Regions from separate parts of the Pan troglodytes genome. Here regions 2 and 3 are each linked to region 1. Evidence: chromatin contacts called from public HiChIP or PLAC-seq data. All regions are on one chromosome and are shown on one strand. The core of a region is the stretch at or near the end of the contact, and the rest is flanking DNA. Distances in the headings are between cores, read along the strand shown. Region 1 holds the start of ALG8 (ALG8 alpha-1,3-glucosyltransferase). Region 2 holds the start of GAB2 (GRB2 associated binding protein 2). Region 3 holds the start of NARS2 (asparaginyl-tRNA synthetase 2, mitochondrial).

Region 1 (3,016 bases), core at 210-2,709:
GAGGCTGCAGTGAGCTGTGTTTGCACTATTGCCCTCCAGCCTGGGCCACAGAATGAGACCCTGTCTCTCAAAAACAAAACAAAAACATCTACGTGAGGTCAGGTAGCCAACTGGAGATCAGGGTCTGAAAGTGAGAGAAGAGTGCTAAGCTAGAAATCTGTGAATCATATTCACATGGGTAGCAGCTGAAGCTGTGGGAGGGCATAAACTCATATTAGGGAGGTGACACTGTCACCTACTTGCTGTGCATCTTTCAGCAAGATAATTAACTGATCTGACACATTATTGAGCATTTATTCTGTCCTGGAATCATATCAAGCAATTTACATGCATTCTCATTTAATCCTCACAACCACTTTATGAGGCTGAAACTTTTTTTTTTTTTAGACTAAAAGCATCTTGGATAAACAGGCCTGAGGCTTGCCCAGGCTGAAGTGCAATGGCGCGATCTCGGCTCACTGCAACCTCCGCCTCCCACGTTCACGCGATTCTCTAGCTTCAGCCTCCCGAGTAGGTGGAATTACAAGCGCCCGCCACCATGCACGGCTAATTTTTTTTTAATTTTTAGTAGAGACAGGGTTTCACCATATTGGCCAGGCTGATCTCAAACTCCTGAACTCAGGTGATTCGCCCACCTCGGCCTCCCAGTGTTGGGATTACAGGCGTGAGCCACCGCGTCCGGCCAGAAACCATTTTTATCTCCTATTTTCAAAAATAAATAAATAAATAAAAATTAAAAAAAAAGAAACTGAGGTTTAGAGTTTAGTTTGTCCAAGATCATACAGTAAAATAATGAGACAAGCCTAATTAAATTGCATGTGCCTCAGTCATTACGCAATCTGCGAGTTTGTTGGGCCTACTGAATCAGAATCCGAATTATTTTAACATGAACCGTAGGCTATTTGTACACTAAGCGTTAGGACTAGCCTCTACCCTGCTTCCAGAATGGGTTCCGCTCAAGCAGGGGCTGAGCCAAGAGCCTCGCTCAGAGTTCTAAAAACACAATGTTTCTCACCTCTGTATCTTTGCACATGCCATTCTCTAGCTGGATTTAATACTCCGGTGCAAGCGTCCAGGTTGGGAGCCCCCGCAGTTCTCTCAGGTACTTTTATCTACTGTAACTCTAGGGCAACAATCCTGGCTTCTCCACTAGTGCGTGAACGTCTCTAGCGTTAAGTTTTTTTCTCACCTAAGTATCCCCAATACTACACAGTGATGACCCAGCGTAAACGACCACTCTTTCAACGCAAGCATGAACTAGCTGATAAAACTTAAAAGTGGCTACAAACGCCTGCGCAGGAGCCCTTCCGGCCCGGGGTGAGACGCGGGTATAAAGAAAAGGTGGGCGGGAGGTTTAAATAGCTGACTGCAGTCCCCGGACTGGCTGCGCTGCTCGCCGCATGCGCGCAGCTAGCGGGCACGGCTTCAGAGGGCTTTCTCCGCATGCGCGGGATCCCGGATGTGGATCAAGTTGGTGGGAAGTGTGCGGTGCCGCAGCAATGGCGGCGTTCACAATTGCCACGGGTACTGGCAATTGGTTTTCGGCTTTGGCGCTCGGGGTGACTCTTCTCAAATGCCTTCTCATCCCCACATAGTAAGGGACTCGCACGGCCAGGGGCTGGGCGGGGAGGCCCCGCGGTCGGTCAGGGCGGGACAGAAAGGTGTGGATATCCCTGGGTATGAAGAGAAAACTTTAGGTCGTGTTTGTCGCTATCCTGCCTTTGCTAAGCTTTCTGTTTCGCCAGTTGTTACTTGACTTAGCCCCAGCTGGCTAGGTTCAGACCTGGCGCTGTCTGATTTGGAACAAATCACTTTAACGTTTCTGAACCTCAGGGTCCTCATCCTTAATAGGCAGTTAAGAACCTCTGCCTCCAACAGCCATTCAGCCAGTATTATCAGATGCCTGAGGCGCCAGGTACCGTTCTAACTCCCGGGAGATGCGGTGGTGAGCAAGACATTGCTGGTCCTTGCCCTCGAAGTTGGTGGGTGGAGCTAGACAAACAGGAACTTTTCAGATTGTGATAAAGGAAATAGAGGGTTACTAAGTGGCTGTGCGCTATTCCTTTAGAAGGTGATGTTTGAGTTGAAATTCAAAAAATGAAAAAGAATAAGTGATGTGGAAAGCAGTTCAGGCATAGGAAAGAGTAAGTTCAAAGGCCCTGTGGCAGGAAAGAAGTCAGAGCATTCTAGGAACAGAAAGTGCCCCTTGTGGCTGCAGAATATTGAGGGAGAGGAGTGGCACAGGATGGGGTGCACAGGGGACAGATAACACAGGGTTTCGAAGACCACAGTTAGACTGCTGTGTAAAAAATGGATGTAGGGCCAAGACTGAAAGCGTGGAAACCAAGAAGCAACCATGAAATGGTGGTGTGTATACAGTAGGTACTCAGTATTTATTAATATTGGCTTCCGCCTTCCCTTCATCCTTCCTCTTTTTTCTTTTTCTCCCTCATCCCTTTTCTCCTTTCCCTCCCACTTCCTAGTTTAGGGTTTGTTTTATTGGTATCCTTTGATTCAGGCTCTTGGTGATCTCTTGTTGAATATGGGAGAGTCATATGTATAGAATGTAAGTCCATACTGATGCGTATATGTAATCATGTAAGTGGAATGTATATGTAGATTCAGTAAAATGATTAACTGTAGGTCTGTGCATAAGAAGATTATTTCTTGCTTTAGTTGCCTCAGGCTAGAAATGTATCCTCAGAGTTGTTTTTTTTGTTTGTTATTATTTTTTTTTTGAGACAGTCTCGTCCCACTCTGTCACCCAGGCTGGAGTACAGTGGCACGATCTCAGCTTACTGCAACCTCTGCCTCCCGGGTTCAAACGATTCTCCTGCCTCAGCCTCCGGAGTAGCTGGGATTACAGGCTTGCACCACCGCGCCAGGCTAATTTTTGTATTTTTAGTAGAGACGGGGTTTCACCGTGATGGCAGAGGGCTGATCTCAAATCTCCTGACCTCAAGTGATCCACCTGCCTCGGCCTCCCATAATGTTGGGATTACAGGCATGAGCCACC
Region 2 (2,868 bases), core at 148-2,647, 280 kb before region 1:
GCACACTGGATATTGAAGAAAGTCAGTGAAATGTTAGATCCAGGGGACTGACCGCTAAAACTCCCAGGGTATCTAGAAGAGCTAAGTACGTGGTAGGGGATTCGCTTTTCCAAATTGAAGAGGGTGAACTTCCCCCAACCCAATCAAGATCTGTTGGACCAAATGATGTCCAACTGCTTGAAACAACTCAGCTGCACAGAGACAGAAATGAACAAAACAGCTTTAGTCTGAGGTTGTGTGGGGCAGTGCAAGATGCTGCTTCTCCAATTCATCTGTCCACACAGCACGGTTCCCCATTGAATAAACAGGTTACTATCCACTTATCAGAGAAGTTAGGGAGGACCTGCCTTTTAATGCTGCTTAGAGAGACACTTTGTGATGAGAAAAGAGCTCGTACAAAAGATTTTCTTTTTCTCCCCCCTCCCGCTGAAGTGCTGGGGTTGTGTGCTTCCACGTACATCTGGGATATCATTATATTTACAAACAGAGGTCTCAAAGCCTGTGTCAATGAGCGGGAACGTTGGGGAATTTGGACCCCAATTTCTTGTTCTTCTGCACTTGACCTTGCCTTCCAATTCATTATGAAATACATTGACTAGTTTTGCTTCTTCCATTCTACAAATCATGCGAATTTTCTATACTAAACTGTGTTTTCCCAGAGGCAGTGTAGGAGGGAGTCAGCTGGACTTGGTTTCCAGGCAATGAGAGGCTCCCAGGTCGATCCCATTAAGGCAATGCCCTCATTTTGAATAGCAGATGACCGGGACCCCTCCTCCCCCACACACCTGAATTGGAAAATTGGCTCGGCTTTGTACAAGCCCTTGCCCTTAGGCTGTCCATAAAATAGGAACAATACTGAAGACAATCCTGTAAGCTACAAAAGCAAAGGCTCCGGCGCGTAGTAGGTCCGTCTCCTCCTCCCGCCGAGGGACGCCAAAGTTAAGGAGCTTCTTGCTGGGAAGACGTCCCTCCTTTCAGCCGGAACCTGACCCGCAGAATGTATCGGAAACGTGAGCAGCCCTAGTATCCCTTCCCCGTCGACGCTCGGTGAAAAATCGATCGACGACCGAGGGCGCGCAGTCCCTTCCCCTCACACCCGCCAGCGCCAGGGGCGCGGTCGCCTCCCTGGCCTCCGCGCCCGCGGCTTGGGGCCTCAGGAGAAAGCGAGACTCCGGGGCGCGCCGGCGGCGGTGGCTTTCTGTATCCTCGCGGGTCCCTAGCCCCGCGTCCGCGTGCGCGGCGGCCTCGGGGGCGCGGCGGGAGCGGGCGTGGCGAGCGAGCCGGCCTTCCAGCTGCAGCTGCTCCCCCGGCGGCCGGGCGGAGAGTGCGGGTTGCGCGCGCTCGGGGCGGGGGAGCGGGCGCGCGCGAGGCTGCCGGGCGCGCGCCGCGCCGCCTAGTCCCCGCCGGGCCGCCCGCCCCGCCCGCCCCGCCCCTGGCCTCCCGCGAGCTGCGCACCGCCGGCCGCTGCCCCAGCTGCCCGAGCCCGCGCCCTCGTCCGCGCGACCCGGCGGCGGGCTCCAGGCCGGCAGCATGAGCGGCGGCGGCGACGTGGTGTGCACCGGCTGGCTGAGGAAATCGCCTCCCGAGAAGAAGTTGAGGCGCTATGTGAGTGCGGGCGCGGCCGCCCAGGGGCGGGCGGGGGGCGCTCCGGGGCCTGCGGAGGGGCGGGGGACTCCCGGAGGGGCGGCAGGCTGGGGAGCTCGGGCCCGGAGCCGCGGGGGGCCGGGGGCGAGGAGCGGCCGGGGGCGTGTGGGGCACCTGCACACCTGTCACAGGTGGGCCGCCGAGGGGCGGGGCGGGCGGCAGGTTGAGGCTGCGGCTCCTGCCCCGCCAGGCGGGCGCGGCGGCGGCGCCTCCCAAGCCGGTCTGCTCGTGAACTAAATATAGTGTCGAAGTTTGTATTGATGGCTTCTGGAGACCGAGAGAGTTGACTCTCGGGGCTGGGGCTCCGCGGCAGCCCCGAGCAGCTTCAGCCCGCAGGGTCGGGGAGAGGGCGGGAAAGGGGGGCGTAGGCTGTGGGGCCGCGCGGACGGCCCCACAAAGGGCGAGCGCCTCACGCCCTCTCCTTCCCTTTCTCCGCCTGCCCCTCCCGGCCGCCGGCCTCCCTCCGTCCGCGGCTGCATCACCGGCAGCGTCAGCGGCATGTGCAGCCCTTGTATTAAGTGACTCATTTGTTTGTCCCCCTTCTTTCCCTTTATTCCGTTCGTCTCTCACAGGCGCCTCCCCCGACCCCGGTGTGACACTGCAGTTTGGTCCCCGTGGCTGGCCCGGGTTTGGGACCGGGCAGCTCCCGGGTGTCTGGGGTCGGGAGAGATCGAAGCTCTCCGCGGCCAGGTGTTGCCAACCGACAGTGTTTACTGACATCGCTGGAACAGCCTTTTCCCTCTAGGTGGGGAACTGGCAGCCTGGGGGAGGTGGAACAGCGTGGCGCTGAGCCGTGGAGTTCTGGCTTTTTTTTTTTTTTTTTTTAACCCCTCTCCCCAGAGGATGCCTTGCCTGGTGAGGTCAAAGTACAAGATGGTGCCAGTTACTGAGATTTGGCCGAAATGGTCTTGGGGTAGTCGCGGGAGTTTGGAAGTGGGGGTAAGGTTGCTGGAAGGTTTCAAGGTCTCTCATCTGCTCCCTCTCCGTTTCCCATGAAATGCCCTTGTTTAACGGGCTGTGGTGCCGAACTCCGGGATCACTCCCACAGCCTGGAAGGGAGCCGTTGCCTCCAGCTGCAGTGCATCAAGGGAGCTCGGAATAGACCCTGCCCTCTGTCAGCTGCACCAGTGGCTGTCCATGGGGGGAGAGGCAGAAGCCTACCAGAATTTCCTGTCTTGGCTCCCCAGATCAGAATCAAGGGACTTCTGGCCTCTGGACTGAGGA
Region 3 (2,700 bases), core at 157-2,656, 440 kb before region 1:
ACATATTTTATATATAATATATAATATATCCAATATAATTTAATTATATAATTTATAATTATAATTTTATTATATTTATAATTTTAATTTATTAAAAGAACCAGGGAACACATTTATATTATATAAAATATAAAATTGTGATACATGTATATATTATAATTTTATTATATTTTATCCAATATAATATTTGGATAAAATATCAAAAATAATTTTTTGGATAAATTTAAGAGGTAGCCTAATATATAAGGGTGACTTTTCAGTCCAAACAAATGCAGACAACTCATACATCTATGTGTGCACTTACTGGTTGATATTTCAGTAGTCTCTTTTCTTGCTTGTCTCCATCTCTAAAGCATGAGCTCCTTGATGGAACGGATCACCTTGGGACACTATGTAATACAGCATACTGCTTAAGTGCATAGAGCCAGCACTTCTGGGTTTAAATCTCACACTTAGGGAATGTGTATCCTTAAGTAGGTCATCTAGCCTTTCTGTGTGTAAGTTCTCTCATTTGTAAAATGGGTATAATAATAGTAGCAACTTTAAGTAAGGTAAAAGTGAGAGAGAGAGAGTGAGAGTGAGAGGGAGCGGGAGAGAGACAGCGAGGGCGAGCGCCGGTCTTGAACTCCTGGGCTGAAGCAATCCTCCTGCTTCTGCCTCCCTAAGAGTTGGGATTACAGGCGTGAGCCACCGCACTTGGCCAAACGTTTTACTTTTTAAATTAGATTAAAAACCTTTTAATGACTGTCATTGAGTTACAGAATTTTTTTTTTTAAATAAAACGTAGCCTAATATATAAAAGGGTCATTGTTTCCAGGTCAAACAAATGCAGATAGCTGTGTTGGAGGGCAGAGGGAAGAGGGAGACTTGGAGGATTCTGGCAGGAAACACTCGACTTTCCTCCAGTCTCTGCAACATCTTCCCACCGTCTTGCCTGCCATATGCAAGGTCCCTCCAGTTCCTTTTATTTACCTGTCAGAGGACTACTTTCTCCAGGAAGCCATCTCAGGCAAACTGATCACCCTTTTATGCAACTGTCTGTTTAGCTGTCTGATACCACACAACTGTGACTTGCGCAGAGGGGCTATGTCTGATATTTCTCTGCGGAGAACTCAGGAAAGGAAAGACTGATCTCTTCAAGCGAATCCTGTTAACAGCTAAGAGCCTCCTCTTACTTGGATCCCTATTGTTGACTGATGGAGACGGTTTCCCTCTCCATCAGTCACTCCTTGCCTCTCAGTTTCTCAGCCTCACCTGGAAAGTTTAGAAATGAAGACCCTCAGATGTGCTCCCACGTTCTTTCAGCAATAATCTCTACAACCTTAGGGCATTAGCTCCGCCCCGTCTCGGCTCCTGACCCCGCCCCCCTCCCGCACGCCTCCCTAAGCCTGGGTCACGAGTACGCATGCTCTCCCTTCTTCCCCGTAGCGTGATGACGTAAGCGGCGTTGGCGTGGTGTGGACGGAGTGGTTGCGCGTGTTGCGGCCCGGGGTCTGTTCGTAGGTTTACAATTGTCGCGGGCAGTGGGGCGCCCCAGCTGCCAACTGCACGTGGTTTCTTTCTGGCGTTTGCCTAGTGTCCTGTCCATTCCGCCCCGTTGGGAAGTGGGAAGCGGAGAGGTTCTGTGGGGATAGAGCTGGGAGTCCTGAAGGAGAAAGCGCGCAGCCGAGGGGCTCTGGAGTGCCTTAGAGCAGAGCTGCGGTCGCGGAAGGGGAGCAGCTGAGAAAGGAGGGCCGCTGCAGGCGGGTTTCGAACCGTGGGGTCTGGGCTGCTCCCGCGGAGGGCCTGGTCGGACGCGGGATGCTGGGGGTCCGCTGCCTGCTGCGGTCCGTGCGCTTCTGTTCCTCCGCCCCCTTCCCCAAGCACAAACCTTCAGCCAAACTGAGCGTGCGGGACGCTCTCGGGGCTCAGAACGCGAGTGGGGAGCGCATTAAGATCCAGGTTGGTGAATGGGAAGGGAGTGGGTTTTTTCCTGTAGGGACTTATATGGCACATCCACATCTAGCTTTTCTTTTACGGTCGGGTCAGACACAACCACCAGCAGGGAAAAGTTGGAAAGTGTAGGCGTCGCGGGTTTGCACTTTTCTGCTTTCCATTACTTTTCACAAAACTGTTCCGATGACTGTAAAGCGCTGGAACTTTGCTTTCATGATTCCAGGGTATTACCTGTAAACTTATTAATCATACCAAAAGTGTAAATGAACAAGCCCCCTTTCTCTATCTTTATCCCTTATAATGAATATCCAGGTTTATAAAGTGGTCGTCTTGACCTCCCTCCTTGAGAGCAGAAACCGTGTCTTACCTGCCTTTGTATTCACACATGGCTGACAGCAAATACTTGTTCAAACCATGCCTTTTAAACTTTTAGCCACCTCAGTGCCTATTGTGGGGGTCTGCATGTAATTTATTTTTAATGAATTCGGAGAAAGACTGGAATGTAGCAGTTTGAAAGAGCTCTGGAGTTAAGCTGCTTAGGTTTAAATCTCTGCATAGCGTTTATGCGTTCTACACCTTATTTTCCTCTTATGGAAAGAGATAATAATTGTCCCTGAGTCCTGAAAATTAAATGAGGTAATGGAAGTAAGATATTTAGAACAGTGGCTCATAGTCTTCAAATGTTAGCTGCTGTTGTTTCTCTTGCTGATTATATTATTTGCAGCAGCTCCACATAGAAGAGGTGCAGAATAAACAAGGTGTTTG

Evidence for each region. HiChIP or PLAC-seq counts read pairs in DNA pulled down with a chosen protein or histone mark.
Region 2: a contact with region 1 is called in an H3K4me3 HiChIP or PLAC-seq map of stem cell-derived excitatory neurons, with 3 times the contacts expected there. The contact joins the promoter of GAB2 here to the promoter of ALG8 in region 1. A contact is called at or near these places in 1 of 7 Hi-C or Micro-C datasets (stem cell-derived neural progenitor cells) and 1 of 1 datasets of contacts at active chromatin or transcription factors (stem cell-derived excitatory neurons).
Region 3: a contact with region 1 is called in an H3K4me3 HiChIP or PLAC-seq map of stem cell-derived excitatory neurons, with 4 times the contacts expected there. The contact joins the promoter of NARS2 here to the promoter of ALG8 in region 1. A contact is called at or near these places in 1 of 7 Hi-C or Micro-C datasets (stem cell-derived neural progenitor cells) and 1 of 1 datasets of contacts at active chromatin or transcription factors (stem cell-derived excitatory neurons).

The regions. Positions count from the first base shown.
Region 1 is chr9:80,161,748-80,164,763 of NHGRI_mPanTro3-v2.0_pri, reverse strand. It overlaps ALG8 (ALG8 alpha-1,3-glucosyltransferase), which reads left to right and starts at 1,459. Exons shown (of 13, transcript NM_001280231.1): 1 at 1,459-1,594. The coding sequence starts at 1,500. LOC107967166 (a long non-coding RNA gene) reads right to left here and starts at 1,377. Exons shown (of 2, transcript XR_001707455.4): 1 at 1,016-1,377.
Region 2 is chr9:80,441,986-80,444,853 of NHGRI_mPanTro3-v2.0_pri, reverse strand. GAB2 (GRB2 associated binding protein 2) reads left to right here and starts at 1,397. Exons shown (of 10, transcript XM_001164121.8): 1 at 1,397-1,605. The coding sequence starts at 1,531.
Region 3 is chr9:80,598,587-80,601,286 of NHGRI_mPanTro3-v2.0_pri, reverse strand. It overlaps NARS2 (asparaginyl-tRNA synthetase 2, mitochondrial), which reads left to right and starts at 1,406. Exons shown (of 14, transcript XM_522122.7): 1 at 1,406-1,941. The coding sequence starts at 1,801.